2 separate regions of the Mus musculus genome follow, and region 2 is linked to region 1. Evidence: chromatin contacts called from public HiChIP or PLAC-seq data. All regions are on one chromosome and are shown on one strand. The core of a region is the stretch at or near the end of the contact, and the rest is flanking DNA. Distances in the headings are between cores, read along the strand shown. Region 1 holds the start of 6030407O03Rik (RIKEN cDNA 6030407O03 gene). Region 2 holds the start of Tns1 (tensin 1).

Region 1 (6,025 bases), core at 3,471-5,970:
TTTCCAGGACCCCAGAGGAGATGAAGAAGGAAGTTAGAGCTCCCGCCTCTTAAGATGTCTTATCTTCTTGAACTTGAATTATTAATCAAACTTCTTAATTTTTAAGAGTAATATGGCGGCCTCTGTTTGAGACATTTGGATCAAAAGGAACCTCTACTCTCACGGGTTCCCATTTCCGTGAAGCCCCGCAGAGACAACTTGAGAATACAGACAGTGTTTCCTGACCATGTCCTAGCCCTCTCCACTTACAAGATGGAGTCTACCTTTCTGGGCCGTCATCTTGAATGCTAGAGCATGAGTCGCCATTGTCTCTTTAAAGCTCGATTTCTGTTTCAACTATGCTGTCTATTCAGGAGGAATGATGTCATGTCCCCTTCTAGGGTCCACCAATACTGACACTGCCTTCCTAGTCCTTGCCATGTCTCCCCTTTCTGAGTGGGACTCTCTAGTCACCACCTTCATTTCTGTGGAATACCCAGCCATGTGCCCTCCAGCAACCTGCCTGCTCTGTTTGGTCTCATCCATAGGGTGAGCCTGCATTAGCCTCTGCAAAGATCTCCCCTCCCCCTCCCCGCACCCTTCCCCCACCTACTCCTTCCCCGCAGAGACTGCTGCTAGAGTCAATGACAGGGGAGCTAAAGGTTTCCCAGTCGGTTGCCAGCCCTCAGCAGATTCTGGTCTTAGGCGGAGAAAATCAACTTTCCTGGCCAAGGCCCTGGCTTTCCAGCAGAACCACAGCCTCCACAAGCTGTTGGCCTGCACTCTGGGAAGGACACATGGGATGGAAAACAGAATTGTGGGTATGGGCAGCATGCAGGTCCCACAAGGCAGAGGCCTTCTCCTTTCCACAGCCCCAACACGTGCACTGTGGGTTCTGGTCCCCATGTGAACCTGGGACAAAACTGACCTGGAACCTGAGTCGTTGGGGCAGCCAAAGAGCTGAGGACATGACAAGGACATGCCATGCCATGCCACATGCCATGAATGCCATATTCCACTGGTTTCTGCCTCCCTAACTGGGAATTCTCCCATATGGCCTGACCCTTAGGGTCATATGACACTGGCAGAGACAGTAATGAAAAGTATCGTATCCTGTTCCCCACTCCTTTGCCCCCTAATATCTAATAATAGAGGGGCATCCCTTCTCACAGGCCAGGCTGTTAGCCACACACCAGCTCTCTGCTCAAGTGACAACTGGTGCCTACCTAGGCTCAGCCACTTACCTGGAGTTCCTAGCAGTAGTTGTAGGCCAGCCCATCTCTTCATGGAGTGTGGAGAAAGGAGGCCAGCTGGTCCCAGAAAACACCCTGCAGGCGAGCAAGGTAAAACAGACTAGGGGGAGCTGTTACAGAAATCCACATGATCTCTGACACTAGGCAGTGGCACTTGTTCCCTGTGGAAGACACTGTAAAGGTGGCTGGTACCTCCCTCATGGTAGAAAAGATTTCAACTAAACATGAGTTAGTTAGTGCTGGCTCAAACCAGCCAGAGCCATACCCCTGGGACACATGGGAGCAAACCCTAAGAAGAAAACAGTGGCTTTTGAAGTCTCCCTTTAGAAAAGCATGATTAGCAGTCCCCCTTTACAGAGGAAGAAACTGTGGCACCACCTCTTTCAGATACAAAATGACACCACTTGGATTTCAACTCAAGTGTTTGACACACACAGATGAAAAGCCAAGGTCCTTGGATCCTCTCTCTAGGTCCTTCATTGGGGACTCTGTGCTCTGTCCAATGGATGATTGTGAGCATCCACTTCTGTATTTGCCAGGCACTGGCAGAGCCTCTCGGGAGACAACTATATCAGGCTCCTGTTAGCAAGCTCTTGTTGGCATCTGCCAAAATGTCTGGGTTTAGTGGTTGTTTATGGGATGGATCCCCAAGTGGGGCAGCCTCTGGATGGTCGTTCCTTCAGTCTCTGCTCCGAACTTCGTCTCTGTAACTCCTTCCATGGGCATTTTGTTCCCCCTACTAAAAAGGACTCTGAGCTTCTGGGCTAATATCCACTTATCAGTGAGTACACATCAGGTGTGTTCTTTTGTGATTGGGTTACCTCACTTACGATGATATCCTCCAGATCCATCCATTTGTCTAAGAATTTTACAAATTCATTGTTTTTAATAGCTGCGTAGTACTCCATTATGAAACTGTACCACATTTTCTGTATCCATTCCTCTGTTGAGGGACATCTGGGTTCTTTCCAGATTCTGGCTATTATAAATAAGGCTGCTATGAACATAGTGGAGCATGTGTCCTTATTACATGTTGAAGGGGTTTGCAGCCCCATAGGAGGAACATTAATATGAACTAACCAGTACCCCCAGAGCTCCTTGGGACTAAACCACCAATCAAAGAAAACACATGGTGGGACTTGTGGCTCTAGCTGCATATGTAGCAGAGGATGGACTAGTCGGTCATCAATGGGAGGAGAGGCCCTAGGTCCAGTGAAGGGTCTATGCCCCAGTATAGGGAATGCCAGGGCCAAGAATGGGAGTGGGTGGGTTGGGGAGCAGGGGATAGGGAATTTTCAGAAGGAAAACCAGGAAAGGGGATAATATTTGAAATGTAAATAAAGAAAATATCTAATAAAGAAAAAAAAAGGCAAAGTCACAGGAAAAAGGCAAACCTCCACAAAGCTGAGAGAGTGCATGCAACTAATACTTTGTAAGGCCTGGCCCTGAAACATGTCCCTTCCCGTGAGGGACAGCTGGCTAGGAAGTCTCACCCAGACCCCTGATCATGAGTGAAGAACCTCAAGGATAGTAGAATACTGGCAGCTTGCCTAAGCTAAGAGTCTTTTCAAATAAGGCTTTCACAAACTGCAAACGTTTAGAAATCAAAGCATCTCTTTAAGCAGCAGAAGGCAAATGAGGCCCCATCCCCCACTCCTCCCCTTCCCAGTCTGCTCCGCACCTCCCATCAATGGCTAGGGGACCTTAACACCTCTAAAGATGCAGGCTATAAAGAAGACAAACTGCTAAGCTTCCCGCCTCCGTGGACAAAGGATTGCAGACTGCCAGGGAAATTTTCAGACAGAGGTCCGGAAGTCAGAGCGACCAGCTGAGTGTCTGGCACCTGAGGCCACACCTAGGCATACGCAGGGTACTGCACGCTCCAGGCCTGGTCTGAGGCCAGCACGTTCTCTTGTGCACGTCTGCACTGCCTAACAAGATCTGGCCTCTGCCTTCCTCTGCTTGGGCCTCTCAGGGCCTCTCCGCACGGGTAGACACTACCCCCTGGTGGGCTTGGGCGCCCTGTGCAGGCCTTCAGGTCTTGGCCTCCAGAAGAGTTTGGTTTTCCTAAAAGAAGCCCCATCACGGAAGCTGTTGGGGGACTGGGATTCCATGGTGTGGGTGAGGGCCTCCGGGATCCTAGAAGAAGCGAAAGAAAGAAGCAGAGGTTTGGTGTTGCTCGCTAGCACTCTGAGATAGCGATGGAGCAACAGGAAGGTGACAGCGGCGGAGCTTTCTAGATATCGACACCTGTTGTGGGAAAGGAAAGCACTCCCTGCTGGCCAGAGGGGAAACTGAGACTGAGCCGTCACTTGAAGCCTGGGACTGAGGGATGATGGGACATGAAGCTGAGTGGTCCTTTAAACTTAGCAAATAAAAATCTGGAGACTGTAAATCTTTCGTTTACGATTAACAGTGAATGCTCTTTAGCAATGTACTAGCCATGCACAGCGAGCAGGGTATCTGTGCAAAGAGCCAGGGAACTAACTGATGCTGCATTGGAGATTACAGAGGAGTTGGGGATACAGGTGGAATGCCCCAAATTAACCTGTAAGCCTCACCTGCCCCGTTCATTAACCAGTTCACTAGTTAAAGCTACTAGGTCTCTTCTTAAAAGAAGACAAACAGGTTCGCCTTGCCCATGAGCTTCATATTAAAGAATAAACAGGTTTCAGATGGTTTCTGCTAAAGAAGCCTGCTTTACAATGACTGCTTTCAATAACGAGTACTTATGTCTTTGGTAAATGACTAGATGAAAAAATTTCGTTCTGAAATATATAAAGATTTGAGAATAAAAAAAACTTGAATAAGTTATAAGGATCTCAAAAATGATTGTGGATATATAGAAATAAAAAAGGTTTCGGATTCCTTTTCCATTCTATGCTGTTATTGCCCTGAAATTTGGGGGGGGGGGGTGTCAGGATTTGATGAAGTACCAGCTGTTTTACTACTCAGTCACAAGCTCAGGATTTTGAGTTTTCTTTGGTTATCTTCTAGATATAGACTTAGAGGTGCTTTTTATTGGGTTAAAATATCTCTATCCAATTATACACCTGGCTCTTTAAACAGAAAAAAATTTTTTTCATGTTCAGAGAAAAATGCTACAGTTCTTACTAAGACTCAAAGGCGTAAGTCTGCTGCTTCACAGAGTCCCATCAACTGCTTTCCCTACCATGTGAATTTCAATAAAATGGCAACGCTGATCTATCTCCTTTTATGAACTGAAAATTCGCATGAGCTTCAGGGAATCAGAGAAGTCGTAAGACTTGGATCCACCTACCAGAGTCAAATGGACTCCGGACAGTACAGCCTGAGTTTCTGTATCTGTCTGTCCCTAAGAATGGAGTTTCCCCTGGTCTTGGGATTCCTCCCCCTCCCCGGTAACACAAAAATTTACCTTCTGTCCCGAGTCTATATTTGTCTCAACAGATTTTCACTTGGCTGACAGACTTCATCCAGGGATGCAAACTGCAGAGCTCTGGACTTGCTGAAAATTATGTAAACCAGTCCAGCCAACATGATTGCTCCTTGTGCCTTCAGCTGGATCAGCCAATCCAGTGCTTCTGACAAATGCCCCATTGTCCAGCCTTTCACTAGCCTCTCAGTCTTCTGGGGCCCTGGCAACAACACCCTAATGTCAGCTGGAAGTAGTTACGGAAGAAAATATGTTGTCTGTTACCCCACCTAACAGGCTGAAAATGCTAAGTCAAAGAGAAACTCTGTGGCATAGAGGACAAAATGGCTACCTATAAGCTGACTGACACATCAGAAAAATGGGCCCAGATTTGTCAACTCGTAGATTTATTAACTAAAATAGTTCTACAATATGATAGGATACTTAACCTGCTTTATGCAAAATAAAAAGTATTATGTGCCTTTAAAAATATTTCTATACAAATCATTCAGGACTATAATTTGGCTGTACTCAAGAAACATTGCAAAAAGGGACCTGAGATAAAATAAATGACTGGTTTCCCATCCATGTCCAGGCTCCTTCTAGATAGTAACTCTAATGGTTAGTAGATCTAAAATATAAACAAGTACCCATCATAGGATCAAAGACTTGAGAGGCAACACCAGGGGGAATGTAATGCCCAAATTTAACCTGTAAGCCCTATCTGCTCAGGACAACAGGTAACTTCCTAGAATGCTGGGAACTGTAGTTCTTGGAAAATAACAAAGCCTCATGGGAAAGTACCATGACCTATAGGTTTGTCCTTATAAACCCCTTCAACATAACCCAGGGCTCAAGGCCACTCTCTGCTGAGAAATTTCAGGAATGGTCCTGACCAAAGCCCTTATCTTGGTCAGTATTTAATATTTAATAAAGCTTGCTTTTAAGCTTGCCCCAAAATGGTGAGATTGGTTTTGCTTCAACGAATCTCATGATTAACATAGCAAATAAGCAATATACTAGGAATGGTGATCCCAGTATCTCCCAAAGAGATAGAAGTGGGACATACAGGAGATAGAGCAACAACAAAAACAGGAGTCAGAGAGAGAAGAGGGAGGGGGGGTAGGAAGAGAAGAAGGAAAGGGAGACTATTATGGTCTGTATGCTTTTGTCTATCCAAGGGTCATACACTGAAACTCTAACGCCGATAGGATAGTATTAGGAGGTGGGGCTTTGAAGGGTAATTAGGTTTAATGAGATGGTGGGGGGTGGACCCCATGATACCATTTGTGTCTTTATAAGAAGTAGATCAGAGCTTACTGTCTCCATCTTGTCAGTGTAACTGGCCCTGCAGAAATGAAGACATTCTAAAGAGACAATTATGTCTCTTGCTCTATAA
Region 2 (6,719 bases), core at 1,412-3,911, 260 kb after region 1:
GGCATCGTGAGCAGGAGAACAGCAAGGCTGAAAAGGGAGTCAGAGACATGAGCCCAGCAGGCCTCAGGGCAAGAAGTTGGCCCATGGGATGGGCTAGGCAGGAATGGCGGCTGGCACGTGTCTGTGGCAGTAGGAGGGCCCTGGCTGCCAGCCCAGATGCCTGGTAGCTTCTGAGCTGAGTTCCTGGGAGGGTGAGAGCCCAAGAGATGTTTATCCAGAACAAGAACGTGAGTATCACACCTCCTCCAGCAAGGGCTCTGGTGATAGGCAGAGGCTGCTCTTTCCTGGGCTGTATTCGTCTCCTGAGAGTTACCTGTGAATGGGGTCCTAGGTAAGCAAGAGAGCTGCCAGTCCAGCAGCCCCTGCTTGAGCCAGGACCTGGGCATAAGGCTGAGATGGAGCCTTATCCATACAGATAAGGGAGGGAATGAGTCACAGCAAGCTCTCCCAAGAGGCCCCTGGAAAACCAGCTCATCCAAATGCAGACAGACACTTGTCCCTGAATACAAACATCCCTGTCCCTGTCGCTGTCACACAGGGTACATACAAACCCTCCCACTCCTCCTCCCCTGACTCACCCACCTCCAGCGCCCGCCCCTGATTTCCTTCTCAGGTCGCAGCCCCAGTTATTCACCCCTGCCCACTCCCACATGACCAATGGGCATCCCCCCACCATGGCAAGGCTGGCTGCAGAGAGTGTGGGAGGGAGTAAGAGTCCTGAGCCCATAGAGAGACCACAGAAGGGTTGGGGCCATGTCTGAAGAGCAGCAGAATAAAACAGGAAAGTGGATGGTCAGCCTGGAGAGCTCTGCCAAGCAAGAGGTAGGAGCATCAAGGTATGTACAGTGGTGTCTGAGATGCCTCCCAGGGCTCTCTACTCGAATCCCCAACCCCCAGTGAGCAGCTCAGACTTACCCTCAAAGGGATAACCCAGGATCTGAGATAGGGAGAGCTACTGTCTCCTCATCAACCCTGGACATCTTGCAAGGTAGAGGAGTGAGAGGCTCTGAGCTGGGGTGGGGGTTGGAGAGGATATCCTAATGACTTTGGAGGGACAGGAAGCTAAGAGCTCTAGCATGTCACCCCAGTTCTGTGCCCATCACCAGGAACTGGGATACCCAATTCTTACTTCCAGGCTCCCCGAGTCCTCCCCCGGATTATTTCATGAGAATCCAGCTAGGACACCAGCCACTTTGGGACACAGATGACAATTCCGTCCCCAGATCTATCATTCATTGTGACCAGTCACTGTCTACCACCTTGCAGGATAGAGCGTTCCATTTACAAGTTCCCAACCCTGTGCCTCTGCCTGTGGCATATAACCACCAATATGCTCTCATCTGTGCCCTAGTGGTGTAGCCAGTCAAGTGGTGCAGAGGAGAGTCTTGGGCACTTGACGCACTCACAAAAACATGTGCATAAGTACATATTGCCATATCGGCCCGCCTCTGTCCGTATGGAGGTGCCCTGGGATGTGGTTGCAGGATGCACTTGGAGTCAACGCTAACTCTGCTGGCCTCCAGTGGAGAAGGAACTGAAGGGCCCCAGTCTCGCCCAGAACAAAGTCAGCACACCATCCCATGAGACTGCTCCTCCTATCCCGAGAGGGAGACTAGGGTTCTGCAAGGGCTGAACTAGAGATGGCCAGTCCCTGCTGATACAAAACACCATTTTTTTTCCTCTCCAGGAAAATACAGAGCCTATGCAAAGCCCGGGGTGTCCAGCCAGCCTGCTTCCCTGGTCATCACTATTTTTGCTCCTGGTCACTTTTCAGCATCCAGGTTCCAAGACTCACCGAGAAAAGAATAGGAGGGAGGAGAAAGGGGGACTCTACTGGACCCACCCACCTCCTCAGATCCTACTGTGGGCCCTGCTGGCTCTGACAGCCCCGTTCCTCCTGGTAGAAAACACCAAGACAGCCACCATTCTGCCCCCCCCCCCCCCACTCCAAGCTAAGAGGATATTAACCTTTCTCTCCTCACCCCAGCACCCTTGGGTGGTTCCAAATTCTCACTAATAGCCTGCTGCCTCCCTCTCTCTGCCTCTTGCTTTTTCCTCTTTCTTCTTGCTTGTTTTGGGTTTTTTGTCTTACTAGTTTTGGTGTTTGGGAGAGTTTGAGTTGGGGGATTTGGTTGGTTTTAGTTTGTTGGAGAAACGATCTCACTATGCTGGCCTTGGCTTAGAACCTCCCTGCTTCAATTTCTCTAGCAGTGGATCACAGACCTGGCACCAACGTCTCACAGGTATTTGCCCTTCAAGGACACCAGAGGCCCAGGTGTGACCTCCACAGAACTGACTGCAGGGCCCTCCCACTCTCCTACCTACACCTTCCCAGACTCCTTACTGTCCCAGATGGACCGGGCTCTGCCGTGCCCGCTGCCCGCATCCGGCCCACAGCTCCCTACCTGAAGCAGCAGCCGCCTCCTCGGGTCGGGCGCCGCACCCCCGGGCTCACAGCGCTCGGGCCGCGCGGGGCCCGGCGGAGTCCCGGGGGGCTGCGGGCCGCAGGAGGGCAGAGGCTCGAGCGCCTCGCAGCACACCAGGCTCACGGTGCAGCCCATCCGGCCCGGGACCCGGCGGGCCCGGGGCGGGGACGCGGACTACCCGCGAGCCGGCCCGCCCCCCAGCCCCAGCGACCTCTCGGCCCCAGGCGTCTGCGACGTGGGGAAGAAGGGCGACGCCCCCGGCCCGCCCCGTCGGAGTCCGCCTCCGCCTCCGCCACCGCTCTGCCAGGCAGTGGGAGTGCGGGGCCTGGCGAGGGGCGGCGACACGGACGCTGGAGGCAGAAGGCGGGGAGGGGACCCGAGGGCGCGGGAAGGCGGGAGGGGCGGCGGCGGGATCCCCGGGACAGGCTGAACTGGGAACGCAAGAGAGCGACGCCGTGACTAGTGAGCGACTGAGAGACTGACACCAGAGAAGGGATCTGAAGGGACAGAGACGGTGGCATGGAGGACGAGGGGAGCGCCGGGGTTAGATCTGGCTCTGCACCGGGCAGAAGGGCGGGACATGGAGCAGAGAACAGCACGTTTGGGGATCGCTCTGAGCCCTACTTACAAGTAGTTCCTCGAGCTCGTAAAAGTAGTTCTAGAAGTCCCTAACCCTTGGTTTTAAGTGACATGCCAGCCTGGCCTAGAAAAAGGATGACCCCAGCACCAGGAAGTTGAACGAGAGCAGCGGGAAAGACCACCCTACACCGAGCAGCCCACCTGGCGTTTCCATCCCCGGGAAGTGGGTACCAGGGCTGGAAGGAAGGCACCCCAACACTGACTGGGATCCCGCAGCTGGCTGGGGTAAGAGGAGGGAGAAAGACACTTGGTGGCCGTTTGCCCCTTCTCCCCACCTGTGTCACTTTCAGTCCAGTGACAGAAGAGACAACTCGAGAAAAGGAGCCCACTAGCGCTTCTGTCAGCCCCTTTCCGCCATCTACTGGCAACAAGACAGAAAGACAGGAGCAGGTGCCCGGGAAAGGAAGCCCCTGCCGGTGTTGTGTTTTGCCACCAACTGGCCTCATGCCAGATGACTTTGAGGAAGCCACCCATTCTGCCTCAGTGCCCTGATCTTTCTCTACCACTTCTCCCTGGCCAGGGTTGGTCCAGCCCCCTTCAGGCTGGGCTGAGTCACTCCCCAGGCAGGAGAGCTGGAAAAGACTGTGCAGAGCCCACAGTCACAAGGGACATACTCAGGCTACAGAATCCTGCCCACATCCCAAACAGACAAGCTTTTCTCAGGTGAGCACGGGAGTCCCTGGGCTTGGGGATTAGGTAGAGAGACCCTAGAAAAGGTCTGTAGAGAACTTCTTTTTTGTTTGTTTTTTGTTTTTTGTTTTTTTGAGACAGGGTTTCTCTGTATAGCCCTGGCTGTCCTGGAGCTTACTTTGTAGCCCAGGCTGGCCTCGAACTCAGAAATCCGCCTGCCTCTGCCTCTCCAGTGCTGGGATTAAAGGCGTGCGCCACCACGCCCAGCTTGTAGAGAACTTCTGTCTAACCCTTGGTGTACAGGTCAGGAAAGTGGAGCCTAAGAAAGGGTGACCAGTCCAGGACGGGACCTTTATCTTCTGACTCCCGATCCTGGGCCCCATGCACTGCTGTCCTAGCCTTTCTTTTCTTCTTTTCCCTTTCTTCCCCCCATGATCCACTGCTACAGGATCATGCCAGAGCTACCCTGCCCACAAACTCCAGCACTCCTGCCTGGGAAGCTGGACACCTGGCCTGGCTTTTGATGCCAGGATCTCAGCCTAAGCTCATTCAACATCCTTCAAGGGCAACAGTATCCCTCTCTGAGCCCCAGGACCCTTGAGAGACAGAAGTAGAGTTCTACGAGAGAGGGTGGTGGGATTCAAACCAGGCACCCTGCTCCCCACACCGAACATTGGTTCAGTCCCAATGTTGCACCCTCTGTCTACTTCTGCATGCTTTCCCAGAGAACATACATTTTCCACTCAGCTGGGGCCCTGGAAAGGATGAATGTGGGTCCCAAGGCAATGACACTCTGCTGAGGCTCAGGGGCTAGTCCGGGGGAAAGGAGGTGACAGTTCCCCTAGCTGGGTGTCCCCATGGTGCAGGCATTCTGTTCGACTCATAAGGAAGTCTGAGCTCAGCTTACAGCTTTGTGATACTGGGCTGAGATTTACCCTCTCTGTGCCTAGTCACCATGTGTAATGCTATGCTCTGGAGGCTACTAAGGGGATTGAATGAGACAAAGATGTCAGCAATGGCCAGGGTGACCAACACCAGTGATAGCTCAATAAGTAGAGACTGCTGATACCATTGCATGCACTAGCAAGATTTTGCTGAAAGGACCCAGATATGGCTGTCTCTTATGAGACTATGCCGGGGCCTAGAAAACACAGAAGTGGATGCTCACAGTCAGCTATTAGATGGATCATAGGGCCCCCAATGGAGGAGCTAGAGAAAGTACCCAAGGAGCTAAAGGGAACTGCAACCCTATAGGTGGAACAACAATATGAACTAACCAGTACCCCGGAGCTCTTGTCTCTAGCTGCATATGTATCAAAAGATGGCCTAGTCAGCCATCACTGGAAAGAGAGGCCCATTGGACTTGCAAACTTTATATGCCCCAGTACAGGGGAACGCCAGGGCCAAAAAGGGGGAGTGGGTGGGTAGGGGATTGTGGGGGTGGGTATGGGGGACTTTTGGGATAGCATTGGAAATGTAAATGAGGAAAATACCTAATAAAAAAAAGAAACAGAAAAAAATTAAGTAGAGGCCATATTCATGTCTTTATATCAGTCTTCAAGACACAACTGGCAGCTGGGTGGTGATGGAGCATGCTTTTAGTGCCAGCACTCAATAAGCAGAGCCCACCCTGGTCTACAGAACAAGTTCCAGGACAGCCAGGGCTACACAGAGAAACCCTATCTCAGAGAGAGAGAGGGAGAGAGAGACAGACAGAGAGGAGGAAGAGGAAGAGGAAGGAGGAGGAGGAGGAGGAGGAGGAAGAGGAAGAGGAAGAGGAAGAGGAAGAGGAAGAGGAAGAGGAAGAGGAAGAGGAAGAAGAAGAAGAAGAAGAAGAAGAAGAAGAAGAAGAAGAAGAAGAAGAAGAAGAAGAAATAATAATAACAACTGGGATTCCTTGCATTAAACTATAAAAGAAAAAAGAAAAAGAAAAGAAGGAAGAAAGAATTGTGCTTCATTCTGCCAGTTAACTCATTGTGTGACCCTGGTTTGCTCTCATTCCCTCTCAAGTCTAAACTCTCATCCCGTCCATATGTAAGGAAAGCAAGCAGCTGAACCCAGAGGATCACAGGGAATCCCATCACTTCCGAGTCTTCATGGCCAACAACGGGACCATCCTCAAGATCAGCAGAAGCCTGAAAAGTGAGTATGCCCTGTGAGATTTTTTTTCTGGGGCTGAGTTTCAGGAGACAGGAGGAGTCTGGAGAGCATCTCCCTTATAGGCCTGGCTCCCTGATGTCTGCTCTCTACCATCCGCCTCACAGATGCAGTCTCTGCCATCCTCCAGGGATATGGGGACGGGCAGGAGCCAGTGACAGAAACCAGCGCTGAGCTACACAGACTCTGTGGCTGCCTGGAGCTGCTACTGCAGGTGGGACCCTCTACCTTCCCTCCCCGCCCCTGCTGATTCCTTAGCTTTCAATACTCTGGAAGGCTTTCCCAGATGCATACCCAAGCCACTGTCTCCCTTGGTTATCAGGCACTGTCTGCTTTCTCAGTGAGCAAGTCTTTTGTGGCATAAACTTTCTTCCAGAAGCTAGGACTAATCCTCATTCTTTCCTTATTTTTATCTCCTGAGGCACTTGATATATAACATAAATATCTGATTTCTTGACAGTGAGCGGCACTTCTTACCACACTGCCTCCATCTCCCATAGCACACCAGGATTGCACTTGCCTCAGGGCCTTTATCTTTACAGAGCCTCTATCTGGAAAGCTATTCCCTAGATATTTACATGACATCAGTGCACATGGCCCTCAAGTCTGGAGACTTCCTCAAGCAATCTCTCTCTCTTTCTCTCTCTCCCTCTCCCTCTCTCTCTCTCTCTCTCTCTCTTTCTCTCCCTCTCTTCCCCTCCCTCCCCCTCCCCTCCCCTCCCCTCCCCTCCCCTCCCCTCCCCTCCCCTCCCCTCCCCTCCCCTCCCCTTCTCTTCTCTTCTCTTCTCTTCTCTTCTCTTCTCTTCTCTTCTCTTCTCTTCTCTTCTCTTCTCTTCTCTCTTTTTTCTCTCCATGGCCACCATTACT

The links. HiChIP or PLAC-seq counts read pairs in DNA pulled down with a chosen protein or histone mark.
Region 2: an H3K4me3 HiChIP or PLAC-seq map of embryonic stem cells shows a contact between it and region 1, with 6 times the contacts expected there. The contact joins the promoter of Tns1 here to the promoter of 6030407O03Rik in region 1. A contact is called at or near these places in 1 of 115 datasets of contacts at active chromatin or transcription factors (embryonic stem cells) and 1 of 9 other capture datasets (embryonic stem cells).

Annotation. Positions count from the first base shown.
Region 1 is chr1:73,859,746-73,865,770 of GRCm38.p6, forward strand. 6030407O03Rik (RIKEN cDNA 6030407O03 gene) reads right to left here and starts at 4,721. Exons shown (of 9, transcript NR_045311.1): 1 at 4,630-4,721; 2 at 2,914-3,371; 3 at 1,224-1,307; 4 at 1-122.
Region 2 is chr1:74,121,887-74,128,605 of GRCm38.p6, forward strand. It overlaps Tns1 (tensin 1), which reads right to left and starts at 2,662. Exons shown (of 33, transcript NM_001289895.2): 1 at 2,406-2,662. The coding sequence starts at 2,561. Rufy4 (RUN and FYVE domain containing 4) reads left to right here and starts at 3,655. Exons shown (of 12, transcript NM_001170641.1): 1 at 3,655-3,728; 2 at 5,706-5,837; 3 at 5,960-6,066. The coding sequence starts at 5,792.